Linked DNA regions of Mus musculus: all the other regions are linked to region 3. The links are chromatin contacts, called in public HiChIP or PLAC-seq maps. All regions are on one chromosome and are shown on one strand. Each heading gives the region's core, a stretch centred on a gene start, on an enhancer-like site or on the middle of the called end of the contact. The rest is flanking DNA. Distances are from core to core; before and after follow the strand shown.

Region 1 (5,031 bases), core at 1,278-3,777, 130 kb before region 3:
TTCTCGAACCTACGGCTGCCATGGATTTTACCACAAAACAAAGTACCATATTACAAACTGCCTGTTCAGAATTAATTCTTTTGTGAGTTACTCCGATCATAAAGAACAGGGATCCAGGCTGGATATGAAATGCAAAAGAGAATCTTAGCTATGCAACTCAGTGGGGATGGATCAGGGTGCTACTCACAGAGTTCTGTTTGAGGTAGTGAACACTTCTGTCCAGAAGGCAAGCACAGGGACGGTTATACTCCAGGGGGAAGCCACTGAACATGGGCTTTGCACAGTTTAGTGTCTGCTGGACGTTGTCCAGGTTGTCTCCAGTGTTCCTGTCGGCTCCCCAGCTAATTAGAGTCACCTCTATTGACAGATGTGGCAAAGGTCACTGCTCTGGGGACTTGGCTGAGGAGGGAGCATTTCACTGTCCTCGAGTGTGAAGACAAATAAGACATTACCCTAAAAGGTTCAAGCTCAAAGGGAATGCAGAGGTCAAAGATTCCCTGGACGTCTTGCACTCAGGTTCAAAAGCACCAACTGGACTGGATAGCAATAGCTCTGGAACCCAAGCCTGAAGGACTGATTGATTGGGAATAGGCATGGACGTGGTATGACGGGGCAGCCCAAGCCAAGCCAAAGCCAATATACGGTGACAAATATACACCCATCTATACACAAGGAATACACATGCAAAGACGCTTTAAAGATAACTTACCTCATGGGTGAGCCCCATCTGTGCTATCACCAAAGACCCAACATGGCTTCAATGATAGTCCCATCTAATGGTCACACAGATGGCCCTGACGAGCCAAATGGGTCACAGAACAAAACCAAATGTCAGAAATCTGTGAAACAGGGAAAATAGAGAGGAATAAAAGAGATGATGGGGGAGAGGGGTTGTAAAAGGGAGCTGGAGTAACCATAATGCACTGTATAGATTATGTAATTGTCAAAGAACTAACTTATTTAAAAGATACATTCTGTACATACATAAGCTTGTCAAGGGAAAAAAATATGGTTTAAAGATGCAGAGATCCACAGCAAAGCATTACAAGGGACTCAGTGAATCCAAAGGAAAAAGAAGAAGAGGAAAGATTGTAGGAGCCAGAAAGGTCAAGGACACCACCAGAAAACCCACAGAATCAACAAATGAACTCCTAAGGGCTCACTGAGACTGAAGCGGCAGTCAGGGAGCCTGCGTGGGTCTAACCTCTGCATATATGATAGTTATGTAACTTAGTGTTCTTGTAGAACTCCTAACAGAGGAAGTTGGGGCTGTTTCTGAAGCTCTTGCCTGCCTTTGAGACCCTTGTCCTTCGACTGGTTCACCTTGTCCACCCTTAATAGGAGGAGAGGTAGGTACCTAGCCTTACTGAAACTTGATATGCCACGGTTAATTGCTATCCCAGAGAGCCCGTCCATTTTCTGAAGGGAAACTGAGTAGTAGTGGTTGGGGAGGGAGGAGAGACTGGGAAGAGAGAAGAGAGGGAAAATACTGTGGTTGGGATATGAAAGAATAAATTGATTTAAAAAAATAAATAAAAGTATTGTTTAAGAAAATTACATTCTAGATTACATAAAGTGAATTTTAAACGAAATGAATTAACCTTAAATTTTATTTATTTTTACACGAATTGCATCACACTAAATTTTCTCTTATTTGAAAGAGCCGGCATAAAGAGTTACCAACTCAAACCAGGGGTTAGAAAACTATAACCTGGGCTGGTGAGATGGCTCAGTGGGTAAGAGCACCTGACTGCTCTTCCAAAGGTCAGAAGTTCAAATCCCAGCAACCACATGGTGGCTCACAACCATCTTTAACGAGATCTGACTGGAGTGTCTGAGGACAGCTACAGTGTACTTACATATAATAAATAAATAAATAAATCTTTTAAAAAATGTTAAAAAAAAAAAAGAAAAAGAAAAGAAAACTACAGCCTATGGTTAAATCTTGGGCTCAGCCTATTTTTGAAAATCGATTTTTACTGGAAGGTGGAAAATATGAAAACCTCTCAAAAATGATAACTTGTATTCTCCATTAGCTGAATTTTCAGCAATGGACAACTATTGTTTATACATTTATTTTAGAGACATTTATTACTAACACCTTGTAGTCCCAGAAAACAATAAGAGCAATGTACAGCGTAGTCAATCATTATAAAGCAGGGGGGAAAAAAGACTCTTTCTATTACCATAGAGTTCTTATGTCTGAGTCTCTCTCAAAATGACTCTCAGCTTATCAGTTTAGTTGACCCAGTTGTGGCCACTCTGCAGCCCTTAGAGCTTTCCTTGTGTGGCACAGTGTGTTCCTTACAAGGAATTAAGCCGAGAGAATTCGGTCTAACGGCAGTAAAAGGCAGAAGTGAGAATTTAGCTGACTCTACCACCACGCCGTTTTATCTTGAAGCTTCTGGGAAACTTTAGTTGCTTTGTGAAGGTGTTGTGGAAAAAGAGACAAGTTGCCTCCGGGGTTGCTAACTTCGCCGATTTTCTTTCCGTTTGAAGAACACAACCAACAAACCGCCACTAGGTGTCCTCAACACCAAACTAATCCTCACTTCGGCACTTTCAGAGGCGAACTCGCAGGGACACGGGACTCAGGAGTTCCCCCCGAGGGACAGATCAAAACCCCGTGCACTCAGCACGGCTCTCTGAGTGAAAAGAAGTTCCCGGCAACAGCATCCGAAACTTCGGATCTCAGCTTTTAGTACGGAAAGGCCGGATGGTGGGGTGGAGACCCTCCTACGCTGAACGGGAACAAGAGAGGCCAATTTGAAGCCGCCCTGCCTCGCAGCAACTTCAAATGCGCAGAGAATATGCATTGGGTTCTAACTGCTTTTGTTTTTTGTTTTTAATTTATTTTTTATTATGCTTTTGTTTTCTTTACGGCGTTTGCAAATAAGAAGCCATTGTTCGGCTAAGCCTGTTCATTCGTTTTTTCACGAGAAGACAGTAATATTACTGAGTCCGCAGTCAGAGTCGCCAACTCCATCCCGATTCTCATCCATCCGGACGCTCCTCTGCTTGTCTTTTCCAGTTCTCCCCTCCCTCGCCCCCCATCTTTCCCTCCTCTATTTCTTCTCAACGGTATCTAAATCTACCACCTTTACACACATAGTGCGCTTTCCTGGTTAAAATATGAATATTTACATATTCAGTGGAAATAGGATTTCTTGACTTTGAAAAGTCAATAAAAGGGGAAAGAAAAGGAAGAGGTGCTAGAGATGGCTCAGTTGTTGCGTGCTTACTGCTCTGCAGAGGATCCGGGTCCTGTTTCCAGCACCCACATGGCAGATCACCACTACCTGTAACTCTACTTCCAGGAGAACAAAGGACCTCATCTGTCCTCCATGGGCTCTTGAACATATGCATACACTCAGGCACGTATACATAAAATAACTAAATATTTAAAAATGAATAGGAGGAGGAAAGGGGTGGGGGTGAGAAAGCAAGCAGGTAACTGCCCAAATCGACCCAAAAGTTATGGACCATAAGGTCACATGGTGGGAACCGGTGGGAACCGGGAGCTGCAGAAGGCATTTCCCTTCATCTTTCCTGCCTCCACTCCGGATTCTTTATCATGTTCCAGGAATTTCTAATCTCACCACAGCCAGATGACTCACAGCGGCTGACTGGCTGTCTAGGCTTCTACCTAACACCTGTAAAGATAAACCCTGGTTAAAACAGCACTCATTGCAGGGTGGCCTTTGCAGATGGCCAGGGGGATTTTCAGAGTTGAGTTCAATTTTTCCCCTCAAAGGCTCACAGACCTTGATCTTAATTTCAGACATATTTGTGTCTGACAGCCAGAGGCTAGCTACACACCAGGAATAACCTCCCATGGACCAGACCTGCTGCTTGGGGAGAGGAACACAGGAGTACAGCAATCCTTATTTGGGACCACAAAGGGTTTTGGTTTGCAAGCTACTCAGACCAACCTTCTTCGTACTCACTTCACTGCCCCAGGCTGCCTTTTAGGGGCGTGTCATTTTCTCTCTGATCAATTGAGAGGTTCTTTCTAACTAACGTCTCTCCATGCGAGGCATACAGAAACAGTGGGCCATACGGTCAGATTCAAAATATAAATGTTAAATAGTGTCCTTCCAGGCAAGTGATAAAGAAAATAATCAAGGAGCCATATTTCTGAAGGCTTATATAGGAATAAATCCTTATATAGAGAGATAAATCATACATAAGCAGATAATTATAGGTCAACTCTTATTTATAAGACAATACTTAACATTGAGCTTTTAAAATACCCTTAATCCCTTCCAGGAGTTCTATAAGCATTAGTTAATTTAATGTTTTCAACAAGCTCATAAGGTACATATAATTATAAAACTGATGACCATGGAGGTATAGATTTTTCTTTAAAAATATATATGTATGTATATATACATATTTTTTTCTGTTATAATTAGAACATGGCTCTGAACATGCCAGAGAGCCTGGAAGATCTGTGAATTGAAAAAAAAAAAAAAACTAAAGGAGAACTTGTGTGCGTGTGTGTGTGTGTGTGTGTGTGCGCGCACGCTTGTACACAGGTGACTAAAGTATTTGTATGCTTCTGTGTGGAGGCCAGAGGACACCCTCAGGTCATGCACCTGAGGTACATTTCTCAGGTACCACCCACATTTTCCACCTTTTTAAAAACATAAACAAAGTCTCTCACTGGCCTTGTCAAGGAAGCGAGGCTGAGTCCTAGGAATCTATCTAGACTGTCTCCAACCCCCATCCCCAAGTTTATTTTTAAGTGAGTTCTGGGAGTTCATGCAAGACCTGGTGCTGGCAAAGTGGGAACTTTACAGATTGAGTTCTTCCCTCAACCGTGATTCAAATTCAAAACTGGAAATTAAACCCTTGAAAATAATTCTGAAGTTAAAAATTACCAGTCTGTGTCCAAATAAACAGGCTTGTTGATATCTCTGTGTGTCTATCTCTCCCTTCCTTCCTTTCATTCCATCTTTCTATTTCAGAAGATTATACTTGTTCTATTCCAGTACGTTTCATTTCCTGGTCTTTCTAAAGCACAATGCT
Region 2 (5,090 bases), core at 1,793-4,292, 160 kb after region 3:
GAGATGTTCCTCCTATGAACGCCTAGGGGTCTACATAGAAGAGGGAGCAGAAAGTCTGAAAGAGCCAGAGGTAGTAGATGATAAAAAAAAAAAAAAAAAAAAAAGCAGTTCCCAAATACAATAGGGCCTCTGTGCATGCTGAATTTGCAGTGGTTGTAACAACTGCACAAGACCTGCCCAAGATCCAGCCAACAAAATTCTATCATTCAGAAGGGGTGAAGAGCTATTGGCATTTTATTGCCACTGAAATAGGGAAATCTACTTTTCTTTAATGGTCTGATACCTGTATATTAGGCACACTCTTAGACAGGATCCATACTTAGGATTAGTTGGCCAACAGGAACTGGACTGGGAAGAGATGGAGTGGGGGAGAAAAAGGCAAAGAGAGATGGAGAGAGATGATGGCAGAGAGGGAAATAGACACACAGAGAATAGTTATGTGGATAGGGAGGTGGGGTAGGCTCAGGAGAAGGATGAATATGATCAAAATACATTGTAAGACAAGTGATCTTATAGGGGAAATGGAAAAGGGATTCTCCAGGAAGTAGGGGAATGAGGTAAATATAAAAAAAGGAGGTTAAACTTACAATGAGGATGTCTGAAAAAAGTCACAAGGAGACATAATATTAACTACTCACATTAGAAAATCCCATAATTCACATAATTCTGTATATAAACATATAGTTTTAATGATCTTATCTCATATGGGCTGACAGTGGTCATTCCATTAGCCAAAGACCATCTGGGGAAAAAAACAAAATAAAACAATACCAGACATGAGAAGCCATCTTTTGAGTTGTTGGCCAGAGCTATCCAAAAAGACTCCCAAAACATATAGCATATTGCTGTTGCCCTTGGTTGCCCCCCCCTCCATGTGTAGGTGTTAATTCCCTATTGCTGAAGACACCATGCATATCAGAGACAGGGTCCAGAGACTCCCTAAACTGGAACTCTCTGAGCTGTCCCCTTCTGAGGAATGACACTAGAATGTACCACAATTCTGAAGGAGGAAATTAACCAATGTTCCTCTCTAGACATGATGCCCCTGAGCCACACCCATGACCATCCTGGCATTATAACCTGAAGAGTGTGGTACTGGCATACATGCCTTGGTGGTGACTAAAAAGCTCTCTAATTGAACTTAAGACCTGCCTGACAAGAGGTAGACCATTCCTGGTACTGGAAACTAGCGAACTACTGTGTTCCAGTTTCCTGGTTATTTGAGGAGAACCTATAAGCATGAATTTGCTAAACTAGGATAAAACCTAACACTAATATGTAAACATTTGTTCTTATACCCACAGATAGTGTAGTCTTTATCAAGGAAACCGATGGAGAGAACTACAAAAAAACAGAACCAACAAACTGCAGAGTTGTGAAGTCCAGACCCAGCGAATCCATCTACAAAACACTCTCAAACCTAAGGCTCTGGGGGCATTTGAGAAGAGGGGTGGAAAGACAGTATGAGCCAGAGGATCAGGAAATTTGCTGTGCAATTTTGTCTCCTAATGCCAGAAGCTACAACCAGAAAGTCTTCCCAACATGACTATCCCAAAATATTGCTGAACAAGAATGACACAGCAGATTTGACAATGTGAACAAGGAAAAGCCCACGAAGCTTCAACTTTCCAGAAAGAACTACAAGAGTAAAGCCAGGATTGGGATAAGGTGGGCTTTTTTTTTTTTTTATAAGGAAGAGCACAACAATTGGTTGTCCAATGCCAAATGGTCAGCCCTGAAAACATACATACAAATAACATTAGATGGACTGAGCTGGTTGTATTTAGGAATGCATACAATAACAATTTATGACAAAAGATGCCATGAGTTAGAAGGAGAGGGGGAAGGGGCATATGGTAGGGTTTGGAGGGAGAAAGGTGAAGAGAAAATATTGTAATTGTATTATACTCTCAAAAATAAAAAAAATACATTGTATGAAATTCTCAAAAAACTAATAAAAACGTTGTTGTTGTTTTTAATTCTTATTGAACATTAGTGTTGTGTGACAGACTTTTCCTGGGGTAATGCAAAACAAACACACACACACACACACACACACACACACACACACACACACACACACACACCTATGCAACCCAGAAAAGGAGCCTATGACAGACCAAAGACATAACAATGGCACCAATGTCCTCAAGAGTCAAGAATCTTCCTAGTTTTTGTTCTTCTGAACATGTGACCTTGTGTTTACCACCTGCTTACCACAGGAGGCTGATGGTCCACCCCTTCCCTCCTGGAGGAGACAGTTCAAGTTGGAGGGAATTCTGTGACTTGAAAGAACATGCCATACGATTAAAGAGTGATTAAGCGATTTCAGGAATTCGATAACTCTCTGAACCAGGGTACTTTCTTCAGACTGTTGCACGGTTACTAAGTAATGTCTGTGCTAATGGTAGACAGTGATTCATATACGATGCCTAGGGCTCCTGGGGCAAGGACAAGGGGGAGGTGTTTTTCAGAAAAATGCACAGAGGAGTCCAGAGTGTCCTGGGAAGAAATGAGTACAGTGTAAAGGACTTGCTTTCCCCGTGTTTTCTAGCTCGGTCCTCTCCAATTACTCTTCTGATCAGTTTTTAAATTTCACATCTCAGGTTACCATCAAAGATATTCTAGATATTGGTGCAAAATTGGACGTGAGATATGTTCATTCTCTCTCTGACTCACATGTTTCAGCAGACTAACAATCACAACATCCAAGGATTATTATTCTGAAGCAAGCCTACACATGCCTTACCCATGATCTCTGGCAGCACTACCCTAAATATAATGGAAAAGGGGTTTTCCAGCACAAGGGCATCTTGGCAGTTTGGAGCTAAGGAATATCATAAAGTCACACTATGCAACAAACCTCACACAGGAGATTTATTGGGCGAGACACTTTAAGGTGGCTGCTTCTGAACTGGAAGAGAGACTACAGTGGGTTAGGTTGAGGGGCAGGCGTTTATAGGGTCTTCGGAGCATGCGCAGTGAGCTAGTTCAGCACATGCGCAGTGAGCTAGTGGAAAAGTACAGTGTGCTGGAAGTAGTACTTGGCCATTAATGCTGAGTCACTGGACCAGGGGTTTCCAAGTCTCAGGTTTTGGGACAGGCCAGGGGTAGGCCAGTTACCCGGCAATAACACCTTCTAAAATAGCGTATGATAGAAATCTAACAAAGCAGGCAACACCCAAGACACAGGCATCTTCCTTAGCGCAGTCATTGTGCTAGAGAGAGAGTAGCAGAATCCTGTCTGAGGACATTTGTGTGTCTCGCTGAGTTAATTTTCATCATAGCTTTCTTTAGAATCATATTTGCAGTTTACCATTTTAATTATTTTTCATATGTACTTTTATCATTTAAACTTTTATGTTTGGGGGGGGCTGAGAAATTGGAGGGTTGATAGGGTCAAAACGCCTTCCGTCTCTTTAGGGTCACCAGGGTTTCTAGCCTTAGCTCAACCAGGAATCAGGCTGCCTTTCACGGTCCTACAAGAAATGGCTTAGCAGTTAAGAGCACTGGCTGCTCTTCCAGGCATCCTAGTTCGATTACCAGCATCCACATGGTTATTATATAGTCTCTAACTCCAGTTGCAGGGTTCCCAATGCCTCCTTCTGGCCTCTGTGGGCACCAGGCATATCTAGTGCATAGTTATACACATAGGCAAAAATACCCATATGCATAAAGTTCAAAACTTTATGTATATAAAGTTTTGTGGGAATTTTAATTTTTTTTCTCATGTAGTGGCTGATTTATTTTAAAGTAAGTAGGATGTGTTCCATTTCTTTTCTTAGAAATAATGCTGTTCTAGATGGTTAATTCAGAAAGAAGGTTTACTACATGTAGTCATGCAAAACAACATTTGGAATATTATTATTGATCAAGTTAAATTGATCCAGGAAATCTGAATATATTAATGTTTTAAATGCACTTACTAAAACAAGTAGATAAGCACATGTTTACTGATATATGATTGTATGAAATACAGTTGGGTCCTAAAGTCCATATTTGTACAAGTAACAGTTTGTTATCTTTTTTTTAAAAAAAAGATTTATTTATTTTATCTATATGAATACACTGTAGCTGTACAGATGGTTGTGAGCCTTCATTTGGTTGTTGGGAATTGAATTTTTATGACTTCTGCTCTATCTGGTCAGCCCTGCTCCCTTCCATCAACTGTGCTCACTCAGGCCCAAAGATTTATTTATTACATAAGTACACTGTAGCTGTCTTCATTTGCACCAGAAGAGGGCATCAGATTTCATCATGGGTGGTTGTGAGCCACCATGTGGTTGCTGGGATTTGAACTCAAGATCTTCGGAAGAGCAGTCAGTGTTCCTACCTGCTCAGCCATCTTGCCAGCCCCAATTTGTAATCTTAATTCACTTCGTTGATTATATAGGCAATTTGGAAGTGAGTTATGTGTGGTAATTATCAGGACATTTGTCATGCATTTTAGCCACTCTATATAATAACACTTTACATATCTGGAAATTATCTCATAAATAGCTACTTTCCAGGTCTGACCCTGATTAGTTTTGAGATCAAATCAGATCAGGTGCATTCAGGCCTTATACAAAATTGTTAAACTTCTAATCTCACAAATATTGGTTTGTATAGTATGGATAGATTACCCATTATTATAGCTGTCACCCTTGGGGACACTTGGTCCCAGCTGATAGTGCTATTTGGGAAAATATGGAATCTTTAGGTGTGGAGCCTAGCGGGAAGAAGTGAGTCACTGGGGTTGGGTCTTGAGGCTTTGTAGTCTGTCCCCATGTCCTATTCTGTCTCTGCTTCCTGAGTGTGGATGAAATGTGACCAGTCAGCTTCCTGTTCTTACCACGATGCCTGCATCCCACAGTGGCTGCCACGATGAACTCTGTCCCACTGGAAGTTTAAAGCAAAAAACACCTATGTTTCCCCTAAGTTGCTTTTATCAGGGTAATTTATCGAAGATAATAAAGGCACTGACTTTCCTTCAACCTCTGCTTCCTTTTTTTATCCCAGTATTTCTTTTAGACAGGAACATCTGGGTCAAAAATTTTGAAGGTAGGTTGGTGACCACATCCCTCCACTGGGGGCCATGACTATCTACT
Region 3 (5,020 bases), core at 1,173-3,672:
AGAGTATTTAGAGGACAGAGGGAAGTAGAGTAAAAGCCATGAGAGACAGATTATCAATACAGATATAGCCACAGCAGTGATAATGATGGTGGTGGTGGTAGTGGCTCTGACTTCCATTTGAAAGTCCATTATGAATTGGGCACTCACTCTCTTTGTTCTTTTACATTTTCTCCTATAGACATCACAATATTGCAAAAGGTCTCCTGGGTTCCACATGAGCAAACTGAGCTTTGGAGTCACATATGGGACAACAGATATGCCTGAGACTATGCAGTTAAGTGGGTGCTACTAGGCATGGTGGTGGATCACTGGGTGGGATGGGAGTTGCAGTTAAATGAATATAGGTCTTTCTCAGAACTCTCTTGAGTCAGTTTGCCTAGGACTCATAGTGAAACTAATACACATTTCTTCCCCTAGCCCTCTTGGGAGCAATGGGTAGCAAACTCTGGGCCTCACACATGCCAAGTAAGCTTGGCTAGCCTTGAGCTATATCCCCACTGTACTTACTATTTTGTTACACCCTAAGACTCTTTTCTTCAGACCTGATCAGGACTGATCTTGTAGGTACCTGTGTGCCTAACACCAAGAAGCACTTGGGTGCCTCAAGTGTCAACTAAAGGCTGGCTGCACCATTTCAAATACTTCTCCTAACTCTATCTTTCCAACTCACACAGGAGTTCTCTCACAAATCCACTAAATTTGTCACCTGGAGAACTTTCCAGAGAAACAGGTCTGGATAATTAGTTCAAAAAAAACCTCAAGACATATTGCATCATTATGTCATTTTCTCATTCTTTATAAGATACAAAAAAATTCAACAAGCTGTGGAATAACAGTAATAACACAGGAGTGCGTAAGTATAGGCACAACTCACAAAAGTAGATATTACAACTCACTTGGCAGTTATCGATCAGGTGGGTAGCAAATACCTGTCATGTTAGCACTTGAGACGTGGAGACAGAAGTCATCCAATAAAAGGAAGGAGAAGAAGGAGGAAGAGGAAAGAGAGGGATGGAGGGAGGTAAGAAGGGAGGAAGGGAAAAGTTACATACATGATAAAATATAAATCTAGAAAAAAATATGGCTTTAGTTTAAATATAAAAGGTTCCAGGCATGGTGGCACATCTTTGATCCAGCATTTAGGAGGCAGAAGCAGGTGTATCTCTACGAATTCAAGACCAGCCTGGTCTACTTAGTGAGTTTCAGGCTAGCCAAGGGATACACAGTGAGACTATCCCAAAAGAAGGAAAAACAGAGACAGAGAAATACAACAACATACATACATACATACATACATACATACATACATACATACATACACACATATGGGAAATATAAATGAAAAAAGAATACACACTATAGTCAGGGATTGATTCTGAGTGGTGGAAATTTTCCTGCTTATTAACATTTTATACATTCATTTATTGTTTTGTTATGGTTTTTAATTGTAGGTGAGTGTTTGTAGGTGCTTTTAGATGCCCTGGAGTTGGAATTACAGCAGTTATGAGCTGCCCAACATGAGTTCTGGGAATAAAACTCTGGTCTTCTGCAAGAGCAGTCCACACTCCTAACCATCAAGCCATCTCTCCAGCACCTACATTTTATATTTTAAAAAGAAGTAGGTAAATATAAAACAACACTATTTTTATATCTTATACTCATAAATTGAATGATGAAATGTGGGCTTTGTGTTTTAAAGTTTCATATTTTCAGATAATGAAAACTTCACTTGAAAATGAATAAAAAGTGTTAGCACGCTGAAAAACCATAGTACATTTTTGGAACGTTTCTGGGTTGGGCTCAGCCAACCTTTCTTCTATTTTCTCAGTCAGGTAACTGTAAAGCTATGGACCAGCAGTCTGGTGGCCTGTGGTCATCGTAGCTGTTAGATAACTTCCTTGACAGTCTGAATATGTTGCCCTTTTCTTGTCTACGTTATAGACTATGCTTAACAGGACACTGGCTCTATCATCTATCAGGCTTTTTCCCAGCTGTCCATTTCCACGAAGTGATGTAAAACGCAGGACCACACAGGCAAGAGCTGGTTTTAATTGTTAAACATTTCCCATTGTGTTTGGTCTCCTCTTCCTCCCTAGTGGTCTCCATGAGAACTCCTCTGAAAAGAGCTGCTCCTTCAAGCCTTCCAACGCAAATAGGAGCCAACTCCTACAGCATATCCTTCAAAGAAACAGGTCACAAGCCAGTATTGGCCTATGACATCTCAGAACCTCAGAAGAAAACAGATGACAGCTTGACCACAGAGAACATAGAAAATATCAAAGGACCCTTGTTACTGTCTCACAGTGGCCAAGATACTCTTAAGTTTCTGTTCCAAAATATCTTGGCAGCCATTTTACCCTAGGGAGGCAGTGAGGGGAAAGTTTGTTCTTGCAACATTACCACCAGGCGAGGGGGGAAAACCCCAGTCTTACACACACAAACAGGACTCTACCTCTGACTGAATACACCCAGGCAAACAGACATTCCTGATATTTCTTGCCTTCTGTTGTAGCTCCTCATCATCATTTCTCAGAAACTAAAACCACAAGGTACCACAAAGGGATATTTTCAGAGCTGTAATGTGGGCACCTGGCTATTTCACCTGCTGTAGGCGGTTTCAATCAAATCCATTTCTGTAAAGCAATGCTGTCCTAGATGACTGTACTGAAACCCCATCAAAAGTGCTGAGTGAGGGGTGTCAGGATCCCTAGAAAGACATTTTGACAGTTTTCAAAAAAAAAGTCTAATGAATGCAATATAAGGGTATGTGAACATAAGATTAAGAAGCAGGCTAGATGGATGGATAGATGGATGGATGGATGGATGGATGGATGGATGGATGGATGGATGGACAGACTGTTGCTGTGTCAGTGAAGAAGGGTCAGGCTGTCTCAGAGGAATGCTGACCTGAGCAAGGGAAAGAAACAAAGAATAAAAGCATCTGCAGGCAATTTCAGTTCTATAAAAACAAATGCACTTTGACCTCACTTTGGGTTAATAGCTGAGCATGTATGGAATTATATGGAAGAGAGCCAAGCCTTCTAAAAGCACCACAAATCCTTTCCTTGTTTAAAACAGGGAAATCCCACCCTCTTAGCTCTCCTCTTTTTTCAGAAATTAAGCTTCTGAAATTAAATGATCTCTAATATTTGCATTATTCACTGACTTCTTTGAATTTTAGCAAAGAGAATGAATCAGTGCTTTAAAAAAAAAACTACAAAAAAAAAGTCTGATAGAAAGCCAACTGGAAAATTTCTCTGGCATTTGTGTTGCTGTCTCCCCAAGAAGGCTGGCTACACTGTGGTCTTCCCTAGCTCTCTCGTGGGATCCGAACAATCGTAGGAAAAATCTAAACCAATCATTAACACTTTTCATTTTACCAGACCATGGGGAAACCCCAAGATTATACACATCTCCTTTCCTGAAGGAAATTGGAACCCTAAAACACTGAGTAAGAATTGGGGAGCAATGGCGGTACATGCCTTTAATACCAGTACTTGGAAGCAGAGGTAGGCAGATCTCTGAGAGCTACACAGAGAAACCCTATCTCAGAAAACAAACAAAACACTGCCTAAGAAAGCCTCAGCTAAGATTTGAAAGGATTTTAGAACAGATTTACAGAGAAGGAAAATGCACACTCATCCCACATGGGGAAAAAAATGTGCAGGGGAAATCATTAAACGGAAAAAAAAAAAGAAGTATGTGGAATACACATAATCTACAAGGGCTGGAGATATGAGATGACTTTAACAGTCAAAAGCACTGGCTGCTCTTCCAGAGTACCTTCAGAGCTGTGTGCTAACTCCAGTTCCAGGGAATCCAGTGTCCTTTCCTGGCACCAGTCACACATGCTATATATACATATACGCAAAGGCAAAACACCCATACATGTAAAAAATACAATGATAAAATATTTTAAATTCATATATAATCTACAATAATTTATTAAAAGGGAAAGCCTCCGACTTTCTCCTGACCTGACTAACAAGGTCTACTGCTTGTTGGATTTTGAGACACACCTCCAGATTCCACACGCCCTTTATCTCTCCTGCCCTGAATGTATGCAGCACAAACTGCCCCATCAGGAAAGGACCTAACTGCTTCAAATGGTGTCAAGTTGGGAAGAGCTTTGTTGTTGTTGTTGTTATTGTTCTTGTTGTTTGACTTCTTTTTTAAGTGAAGTATTTCAGGAAGCATTATAAAACGACTCAAACATGAACAGGAAGAGGCAAAAATGCAGATTTCAGTTAGTGGTAAGTTTCATGAGTCAAATGACTAGCAGCCGCCAAACACTGGTTTCACAAATCCTGAAGGCAAGAAAGTCACGTAACACCAAGAGAAACATTGGGTCAGTCAAGTACTGGATCTCAGACACAGTCTACGATACCACAATGAAAATTTTAAAACCAGGTACAAATAAGAACATGGTCCATAAAGAGGGACGAGAATACTAATTTGTAGGCAAGTATTTAAGTCTCATTGAACAAGATGTCTGGGACCCATAAGGTCTAGAAATCCATTATTTAGAGGTTCAGTTGGATCTTCAAAGCATCTTCTGCAAGACCCAACAGGGCAGAGAAACAAGTCTCATTCTTCTTAGAAACAAAGCATCAGAGGGCTAATTAGTGGTGGGGTACGTAACAGGTTAAAGTGCTCTGTACCTCTGCCCAGAACTTTACAGCCCAGCTTCCTGTGAGATCCCTGCTTCATAAACAGCTCGGAAGAAAAGAGCCAGGGACGATCACAACATGATGTTGACTGGCTTTCTTCTATTGGTGTAGCCAAATACAGATTCAACAAAGGCCCCTTTCTGGAATCACGGCTAAGAGAAGTGAGAAGTCGAAATTTTATTTCCATTAATATAATAATTTATATTAAGCTGACATAAGGTCAGCTATTGAAAAACTTTATGTTTGTTGAATACATTTTAAGTACATGAACCCTTTTTTCAGGTGTGAAAGTTATAAAAAAAAATCTAAAAATTATTTCTAATAGCAATGTGATGTTCTGGCTGTAAGTG

Evidence for each region. HiChIP or PLAC-seq counts read pairs in DNA pulled down with a chosen protein or histone mark.
Region 1: a CTCF HiChIP or PLAC-seq map of CD8 T cells shows a contact between it and region 3, with 16 read pairs. The contact joins two enhancer-like sites. A contact is called at or near these places in 4 of 15 datasets of contacts at CTCF or cohesin (CD8 T cells, the NIH/3T3 cell line, large pre-B cells and 1 more), 8 of 484 Hi-C or Micro-C datasets (the 63-12 cell line, B cells, the G1E-ER4 cell line and 4 more) and 6 of 115 datasets of contacts at active chromatin or transcription factors (CD8 T cells, the NIH/3T3 cell line, bone marrow-derived dendritic cells and 3 more).
Region 2: a CTCF HiChIP or PLAC-seq map of the NIH/3T3 cell line shows a contact between it and region 3, with 38 read pairs. The contact joins two enhancer-like sites. A contact is called at or near these places in 2 of 15 datasets of contacts at CTCF or cohesin (both in the NIH/3T3 cell line) and 1 of 115 datasets of contacts at active chromatin or transcription factors (the NIH/3T3 cell line).

What each region holds. Positions count from the first base shown.
Region 1 is chr4:89,522,382-89,527,412 of GRCm38.p6, reverse strand. No RefSeq gene overlaps it. Among named protein-coding and RNA genes, the nearest start is that of Dmrta1, 160 kb to the left of the region's middle. Within about 2 kb of position 2,527, at least 93 of the 459 cell types and tissues checked have an H3K27ac peak or open chromatin away from gene starts, as enhancers often do. A contact at or near this core is called in the 63-12 cell line, CD8 T cells and the NIH/3T3 cell line, where this site is marked.
Region 2 is chr4:89,232,588-89,237,677 of GRCm38.p6, reverse strand. No RefSeq gene overlaps it. Among named protein-coding and RNA genes, the nearest start is that of Cdkn2a, 47 kb to the left of the region's middle. Within about 2 kb of position 3,042, at least 11 of the 459 cell types and tissues checked have an H3K27ac peak or open chromatin away from gene starts, as enhancers often do. A contact at or near this core is called in the NIH/3T3 cell line, where this site is marked.
Region 3 is chr4:89,390,918-89,395,937 of GRCm38.p6, reverse strand. The region is part of intron 4 of Gm12610 (predicted gene 12610); the gene reads right to left. Among named protein-coding and RNA genes, the nearest start is that of Cdkn2b, 82 kb to the right of the region's middle. Within about 2 kb of position 2,422, at least 25 of the 459 cell types and tissues checked have an H3K27ac peak or open chromatin away from gene starts, as enhancers often do. A contact at or near this core is called in the 63-12 cell line, CD8 T cells and the NIH/3T3 cell line, where this site is marked.